Regions from separate parts of the Hordeum vulgare genome. Here regions 1 and 2 are each linked to region 3. Evidence: chromatin contacts called from public Hi-C data. All regions are on one chromosome and are shown on one strand. Each heading gives the region's core, a stretch centred on a gene start, on an enhancer-like site or on the middle of the called end of the contact. The rest is flanking DNA. Distances are from core to core; before and after follow the strand shown. Region 1 holds the start of LOC123409568 (COP9 signalosome complex subunit 6). Region 2 holds the start of LOC123407086 (peroxisome biogenesis protein 5). Region 3 holds the start of LOC123413023 (NADPH-dependent aldo-keto reductase, chloroplastic-like).

Evidence for each region. A called contact is a pair of places that touch in the nucleus more often than the background predicts.
Region 1: a Hi-C map of leaf shows a contact between it and region 3, with 6 times the contacts expected there. The contact joins the promoter of LOC123409568 here to the promoter of LOC123413023 in region 3. A contact is called at or near these places in 4 of 6 Hi-C or Micro-C datasets (leaf and seedling).
Region 2: a contact with region 3 is called in a Hi-C map of seedling, with 3 times the contacts expected there. The contact joins the promoter of LOC123407086 here to the promoter of LOC123413023 in region 3. A contact is called at or near these places in 3 of 6 Hi-C or Micro-C datasets (leaf and seedling).

What each region holds. Positions count from the first base shown.
Region 1 is chr7H:163,572,122-163,574,821 of MorexV3_pseudomolecules_assembly, reverse strand. It overlaps LOC123409568 (COP9 signalosome complex subunit 6), which reads left to right and starts at 1,268. Exons shown (of 9, transcript XM_045102432.1): 1 at 1,268-1,733; 2 at 1,851-1,939. The coding sequence starts at 1,379.
Region 2 is chr7H:164,165,307-164,168,069 of MorexV3_pseudomolecules_assembly, reverse strand. LOC123407086 (peroxisome biogenesis protein 5) reads right to left here and starts at 1,422. Exons shown (of 14, transcript XM_045100127.1): 1 at 1,156-1,422; 2 at 286-411; 3 at 59-212. The coding sequence starts at 1,272.
Region 3 is chr7H:163,873,011-163,875,710 of MorexV3_pseudomolecules_assembly, reverse strand. LOC123413023 (NADPH-dependent aldo-keto reductase, chloroplastic-like) reads right to left here and starts at 1,275. Exons shown (of 6, transcript XM_045105970.1): 1 at 1,072-1,275; 2 at 912-962; 3 at 760-836; 4 at 582-669; 5 at 232-504; 6 at 1-148. The coding sequence starts at 1,182.

The DNA.
Region 1 (2,700 bases), core at 19-2,518, 300 kb after region 3:
TGTCCAGGCGCGTCATCGTCCTCGAACACGACATCATCGAGGTCCTCCTCCTTCTAAGCCAACTCCTCCAAAAGATTAGCTAGGCATTCTTTTCCTTTGCCCCTTGAAGCCGAAGAACTTCCTTGGCTAGCCATGAAAACGATCTTGAGTAACCCATCACCTGGTTCACAACGATCTCGAAACACTACCAAGGGCCTTTTGTAGGGGTCTCCCACGCCGCAGCGGACCCAGCCCCTCGCGAGGGGTAGTACCGGCTGGAGTCAGAGAGGGAAGGACAGGCTCAACGATGCCGACGGCGCCGAGAGAATAGCTAAACCCTAACGATAGGAAAGGTCACCGTCTCTACTTAGCCGGGCAAACCTCGCAACAAAGGTTTTTTTTAGACAATCTTGCAAAGCTTTTATTCAACCGTCACAAGGTTTACAAGGACGAAAGAAAGATTTCCGGGGTGACCTAATCAAACATGGCGACCAACCCCCAACTTTAAAGCATGCTTCGCTAGATTGTGAACCTTGATATTCGAACCTCGCAACAAAGGTGTACACCTTAATTTCGGTTGCGAGGAGCGCAACAGATGGGAGCTCTTAATCGGCGCTTTAAGCGCCGGTTCGGGCAACTGGCGCCTACAGCGCCCAGCAACGGCCCGTGGCCCACTAAGTAAATCCACTACCGTTCATTTTTGCTAGGCTTGTTTTTTACGGATGTGATGTGTTATTGGTTCAGGAAAAAGACCGGTTCTGGTTTTTTACAATTTTGAATATGTTGTGTAAATTAAAAAGTTCATAAATTTATTGAAAAAGGCTTCATTGATTTGGAAAAATATTTGTTCGTTTGAAAAAAGTTAAACAAAAAGTGGGTGCATTTTTTTTTTAAAAAGAAAAATTATATAAAAATTAGTATGAAAATAAAAAATGAAAAAAATAGTAAATAAAATAAAAAAGAAAAAAAACCCGAAGAAAAACCAGTCCTGAAAAAATCTAAATGAAAAACCCAATCTAAAAAGCTTCTGGAATCTTCACAAAACCAGAACCCTCCTCCCCCTCCTGATGGGTCCATGACTGAACGCTGCAGGCGCCGGTTAAGAAAAATGCACTTTAATCGAAGCCTGCAGCGTCAAATAGGATTTGCCGCAGTAGATTGGGTCCGTTTAATTGTCTGGCCCGATTTACTTAACCACACCTTTCTTCCGGCCCAGCGAGCCTAGGTTATCCATCGGGGTCCAACAGGTGACCACTGTATACAAGCCCGAAACCTAAGCAGGCACGCCAAAGGACAACAGCGCAAAACCCCACCACGGACCCTCGCCGTCGCTGTCTCCCATCTGGCCGGCGCTAGCTAGGGCACCGGTCGCCCTCCCCCTCCCCCTCCCCCTCCGACGATGTCGACGCCCTCTGATCCAGCGGCGTCCGCCCAGCCCCCCTCCACCGCGGCCACCTCCAGCAGCGGCCTCACCTTCAAGCTCCACCCCCTCGTCATCGTGAACGTCTCCGACCACTACACCCGCGTCAAGGCCCAGGCCTCCTTCCCCGCCGAGACCCCGTCGCCGGGAAAGGCCCAGGCCTCCTGCTCCGCCGAAGGCTCCTCGGCGCCCGCGGAGCCGCCGAGGGTCTTCGGGTGCGTGATCGGGGTGCAGCGCGGGCGGACGGTCGAGATCTTCAACAGCTTCGAGCTCGTCCTCGACCCCGTCACCGGCACGCTCGAGCGCGCCTTCCTGGAGAAGAAGCTTGAGCTCTGTAAGCCGACCGCGAATCTCGTGTGTTTCTAGGGTTTGGTGACGCCAGTATACAGGAATATAATTTGGGGTTTGTGCGTGGTCTGATTGGTTCTTGCTGCAATTGTGGCTTTTGCAGATAAGAAGGTGTTCCCTGAATTCTATGTGCTGGGCTGGTACTCAACTGGAAGCGATGTGCAGGATACTGACATCCTAATGCACAAGGCTGTGAGTACTTACAATCCCGTTTTCAAGTTCCTAATCCTCGAGACTGACAATGTGTTTGGTTCTTGCTCTTGTTACCAAAAAATGTGCAATTGTGATTTGGTGTGATGTACTACTCTTGAACGTGGTTGGTTTTTTTATCGCCGTGTGGAAAGAGGAGTAGAGAACATTGCGGGGTAGAGGACATGATTTCTTGTATTGCTGTGCATAGTGTGATTTTGTTTTTTATTTGTTTGTCAGTGTTTTACTGTGCGTCATTGCATTCCATCCATGTACCTGCAAAATTGAGGAAATGAGTTGCGTAGTGCCTATGGAAGTATGGGAGTTCTCTTGTTGTAGTGTTATAATGGGTGGTAGAAAGGATGATAGGTAACCATCCATAAACCAAGACCCCCATATGCTTTTGATGAGGTTCAGTTTGGCTGTAGGATAAACATAGATAATTTTGTTTCAGTCTTTTGTGCAGATTGCATATTACATCTGTCCTCAATCGAACCTATACAACTGTTGCAAACTCTTAAGTCCACATGTATGGACCAGCATTACCTTTGAAACCGAATCAAGTTAACACCAGATGTAAAGTATTTTTTTCTACATGTTTTTTTTATGTCAAAATGGTGCACGGCCTGTGTCATGGCCCGCAGCAACATGCATTACTTATATTGACATGATGCAGAGCTAGTCTCAAGCTCTGGTACATTGGTCTTTTTTGTTCAAGTGCATCACCAAATAAATAGAGACCATACTGGGAACTCGCTTTTGAG
Region 2 (2,763 bases), core at 173-2,672, 290 kb before region 3:
GTGTGGTTAATAGACAACCATTCACAGTAGACAGAAATGCTAAGACACAGAAATCTACCATCCAAGGCCGGTCCCAAGGTAGGGCCTGCATTGTTATAAATTTGCTCAAACTCTGCAAAGTTTGCTTCTGGCCCCCCAAATGCAGAATGCCCCGGAGGACGAAAAGATTCAACCCAGTCATTAGCAGGACCCCCACGAATGAAGTCGGCACCCTGCAAGTGTTCGACAACAGTTAGGAGTGGCCGAATGGGACACAAAAGGACAGTTTTGGAGAATCGCCATTACCCGTGCAAATGGTCGTTGATCTTGCTTGAACTCATTCTCAGAGCCAGGGAGAGTAGACAATGGAGCTGTGCTATAATCAGACGTAGTTGGAACATTAACGGAGGCTCCAGGAAGTCCCTTTAGTGACTGCACAAAAGAAAATGTTATAACCAATATTTTCTTGGACTTCAGGTACAATTTTTCAATGCATTTCGATGTTAAACATCCCATATTTCCAATTTAATCCACACAAATTCTTATATAGGAACATGGAAACTGGTAGGAGACAAAAAAAAATATGTCTTCACATATACCTCGTACTGGTATGTTCAGAATAAGGTCAATCAGAGATTCTCAGATAAGCTAATTCACAGAGTACTTTGACTTAAACTGGTGAAATGAGTGTGCTAAAGGTTAGAATCCTAGCACCATGAACTCTTTTAACCCTTTACTATATTTTTTAACAAGATAACAGCATAGGAATAGAGAAGCCTGACGATATTATAGTGAACTTGGTAGCTTATAATTTACAAAGCACTGACTCAAGTATCTCGCCCAGCACATTAGGAGCATGGTTTCAGAGTAAGGTAAAAGGGAACAGATACGGAACATTGAACCAGTGATAGCTCTGGCACGTCGGGTCACAGTCTAAACTCTAAACCAATACACCAAGCAATCAGAGACATGCGACAGCACAGCCCACGAATCAGACGTATTTTTCAGCGCATCTAGACCGCACGGGATACAGCACTGGCTTCGGGCAACAGAAGCAGCATATGAGCACAAGAAACCTAAAGGGCGCCAATTGATCCAGGCCAGCGCAGATGCAGGGAGTAATAAGTCCTTAAGGTCGATAGTCTTGACCGACGGGGCGACGGGCTTAGGGTTTACCTCCGCTTTGCTGGACTGGCCGAGAAGGGTGTTGGCGAGGGTGCCGAATGGGTTGGAGGAGGAGCCCCCGTCCGGGGCGCAGTTGTTCTGGCCGGTGATGAGGTGGCGCGTCCCCATGTCCGCGGAAGGCCCCCGCTGGCGCCGGAAGGAGGCGCTGACGCTGCTCCGATCGCCGGCGGCGAGAGGCGTTCAGCCCGAGGAGATGAGGAGGGAGAGGGGGGGAGGAGTCGTGCTGCGGCGCGGTGGCTTGGCGGGCCTGGGGAGGAGTAAGCTGTTGTGGACCCGATAAGGCCAGGACACGTGAGAGATTATTTTTTCTCTGTAGAGTACGTATGGGTGGTTGGGAACTTTATTTTTCGTTCACACACGAGAAAAACAGGGAACCGGTTTTTTTCCTTTATAAAAAAAATCAAATTAAAGGTTGGCCGAAGGCTTGAAGTCTTTCCTATTCTACTAGTTCAAAGGTTCTTCTATTTTTCTTTCACGTTCCAGTGTGAAAATAGGAAAGCTTTTCTTTTCTCTTGAAAAAACAAATATCAAGTTGGTTGAAGACTTGAAGTCTTCCTTTTCTAGTCCAAAGGATCTTCCTATTTTATTTTGGCATTGCAGTGCGAAAACGTTGGAATTCCCCCGGTTTTGCTCTTGCAAAATTCGTGAGCGAAAATGCTTACCCCCTGTTTGGATGTAGACAAACTGGCTCAGAATTGAATTGGACTGGAATACCAAATCTAAGATGGAAACGAAATGGCCTTCAATTCAAATTTTGTTGTTTGGATGTGCTTGGTATTTGTTGTTGAAATCAAAGGCTAGCACCTAATCTCTCCCTAATAATAAAGCAGCGATGGCTTCTGTCGTAAGTCGTGGCAGTTTTACAAAAAAGACTTTCTATTTCCGAGTATTCAACCCGTGGTCCTTTTGTAAGTTAAAAAACGTTTCGTTTTTACGTAAACCCCCTCGCAGTCACCATCGGGCACCATGGCTTATCCATTCCTGTCCTTCACTGACGGGCGAGAAGACAATGGAGCTTGGAGGCGGGGGAGCTCGAGGAGCCTCGGAGGAGCCTTGTCGTCGGTGAGAAGAGGCCGAGGGGGCGAGCAGAGTGTGGGTACGCGAGCGCGCGGAGGCGGAGAGGGCCAGTCGTGGCGATGCGAACGGCCGGGCCGACGCGTGGCGACGCGGACGACCGGGACGGCACGGGGCGCGCTAGCACCGACCGCGGACGGAGTGGCGCACGGGGGCGGGTGGAGTGGCGCGCGGGGGCGGCCGGGGCGACGGATCCGACGCGGGAAGGCAACGTGGGCGCGTGAAGACGCAGCGGGCGGAGCCGCGCGTGGCCGCAGAGGCGCTCAGGGATGGAGGATGAAGGCCGCCTCACCAGGGCTCGGGGGCGGCAGCACAACGTCGCGAGCACTGGCCGCGGGCGGAGTGGAGCGCGGGGGCGGACGGAGCGACGGAGCCAGCTTGGGGAGGCTACACGTGCGCGTGGAGACGAAGAGGGCAGAGCCGCACGCGGCCGCGAAGGCGCTCGCGGGATGGAGGATGGAGGTCCTCAACACAGTATGTTTATGTACTGTGTGCTCATTTACTTATGATATCAGTTCTCGTATG
Region 3 (2,700 bases), core at 26-2,525:
CATTCGCACTTTTAGGAAGCACGCTCTGACCCTGCTGGATGCCCCATCGTAGAGCGACCTGTGCCGGCGTTCTCCCCAAGCTCTCGGCTATCGATGTCACCACCGGGTTATCCGCGACGACTTTCATCCTACCTAGCGGCGCATACGCCTGCAGAAGGAAGAACGTGAGTAAAATGCCAAGAACTCTTACATGCCAAAGCTTTAATATGTACTAGTACCAGTTTAACTCACAGAGAAATGAACTCCATTGGTGCGGCAGAAGGCTCTGAGCTTGGCCTGCTGCCAACCAGGGTGGCACTCCACCTGATCAACGGCCGGAGGAACACGGGCCACAGCGAGCAGATCGGCCAGCTTCTTGGTCGAAAAATTGCTTACGCCTATTGCGCGAGCCTTGCCTGAATCGTACAGCTTCTCCATTGCCCGCCAGGTCTGGGGCATATCGAGCTCGACAAAATTCTCAGGGCTCAGCTCACTGCCTTTCTTTATCTGAAAGGGCCAGTGAATCTACCAAGATCCCAAAGTCAGTGTCAAAGAAAGGGCAGGCTTACTTCATCTGTACGCACAGGCTCAACCTAAGTTACCAGGTGCAGGTCAAGATAATCCAGCTGCAGATCATTCAGAGTGGTGTCGATTGCCGACGGAACGTCTTCGGGCGCGAGATCGCTGCACCTGCGTAGCTTGATGCTCCGGATGTTACGAGACTGATGGGCATGAGCAGATCGAAAAGAAATTCGTTAACAAAGATATCAAAGGGAATACCATATCTTCGAAGTGATGAAGAGGTCTTCTCGTTTGACGACGCCTTCATCGAGGACCTTGTTCAATGCAACGCCAATCTAGGACCACCACATTAAGGGCAAGTGGGCAACACTGGTATTGGAGACACAGATTACAGGATAGATTAGGACTACCTCCTTCTCGTTCTTGTACAGCGGCGCGCAGTCGATGTGCCGGTACCCGGCCTGCCATGGCAATTGGCAAGCAAGCAAACAGAATCAAGGTCCGGGCTGAAGCAGCACCCACAAAGCATTCCTCTCTGAGCAAAACAAGCGGGACAGCATTATTTTTTACCTTGATGGCAGCGGTGACCGCGCCGGCGACGACGCCGGAGCCGGACTTGTAGGTGCCGAGGCCTACCGAGGGGATGCGTCCCCCGGTGTTGAGCGTGAAATAGGTGGCCATCTTCTTCCTCCTTTTCTCTCCTCTTGGTCGCTCGGGACGGCGTCGAGCTGGACACCGTTTGGACCTACTCCCTCCGTCCGGAACGCGACGGAAACTGAGCTGCCGCGGGCTGACATGTCCCGGTCAGTCCAGCGCTCGTGCCTAGATACACCACTGTTGTTCTTCTTTTTGTTCGAGAGAGAATTCCGCACTGTGGTTTTGTGAACGGAATGTAGTGCTCAGCGCCTCGGCACGCCTGTTTGATTCACCGTATGGAAATGCAAGGGATGTGATGTGAGTGATCTTTCATTGCAGGATTAGTTAGGTGTATTGTTGTGGTTGTGAACGCGACATCCTCTATTTTTAACAGCTACAACCCATTATTTAATGGGAAACGTTTTCCGCCCGGGCGCCGGCTGAACGTTCGGTCGGACGCACGCGCGTCGTCGATCTCCTCTTTTATCTCACGATCTCCTCCCCATCCTTACGGCTCGCGTGTGGTGCGACACATGGTCGAAGGGACCCACAATCTGTGCGCCCCTGCGCTACTGCCGTCGCCGTGCCGGTCCCTGCCCCCGTCGACCCGCCCGGATCGTCAGTTTCCGCCACCGTTGACCGTCCGCATCATCGGATCCAGCCTTCGCCCGTCGTCCTCGTCGCCTGCCGCCATGGCCAGGCGCACGTATACAAGTGTTACAAACGTCACCCAAAATTGCTGCAACGGCTATTTAAAAAAGCTTCAAAACCCAAAATGAAAAAGCGTCAACCAGGCATATGATAAGCTGCAAGCGGTCATTCGCCATGACGGAATGCTGCAACCATTAACATAAAGTGCTACAAGCGTTGATTAAAAAAGCTGCAACCATACATATAGAAAGCTGCAAGCGGTCATTGCAATGGCGGAATGCTGCAACCGTTGACATAAAATGCTACAAACGTTGATGAAAAAAGCTGCAACCAGACATATAAAAGCTGCAAGCGGTCATTGCTATGGCGGAATGCTGCAACCGTTGACATAAAATGCTACAACCGTTGTTGAAAAAACTGCAGCGAAGGACCGACAAGGCGTTCACGTTTGTTGGCTCTGCAAGGACGACGACCGGAGAAGGACCCCTCGACCGTCAGGTGGCAGGGGGGAAAGGGGAGGGGCGGGGGGAGCACCGCTGCGCGCTGGACGAGGATGGTCGGCGAGGCGCTCGCGTTCGTGGCTCGAGGTTGAGGACGAAGACGAGACTTGACGGTTCAAGGCCCCCCGATCCGACGGTTGATGTGTGACTAGCACGAGCGCTCGCGCCGGCGCGCCGGCGCCCTCACTTCCCTTATTTAATTTTCTTCTCAATGCAACAATGTCACATCATCAAATCATGCATGAAGTCATAAGTTACTTTTTTCATTAATCTCTTCATACAGAACATACCACCTCATGCATTAATTTTTCACAGGAAATTAAGTCATGTAAGAAAGTTTTATATATTTTTTGCATTAATTTTAGTCTTCTACCACGTATCCATGCAATTTTAACAAGGTTTCCGCCGCAAC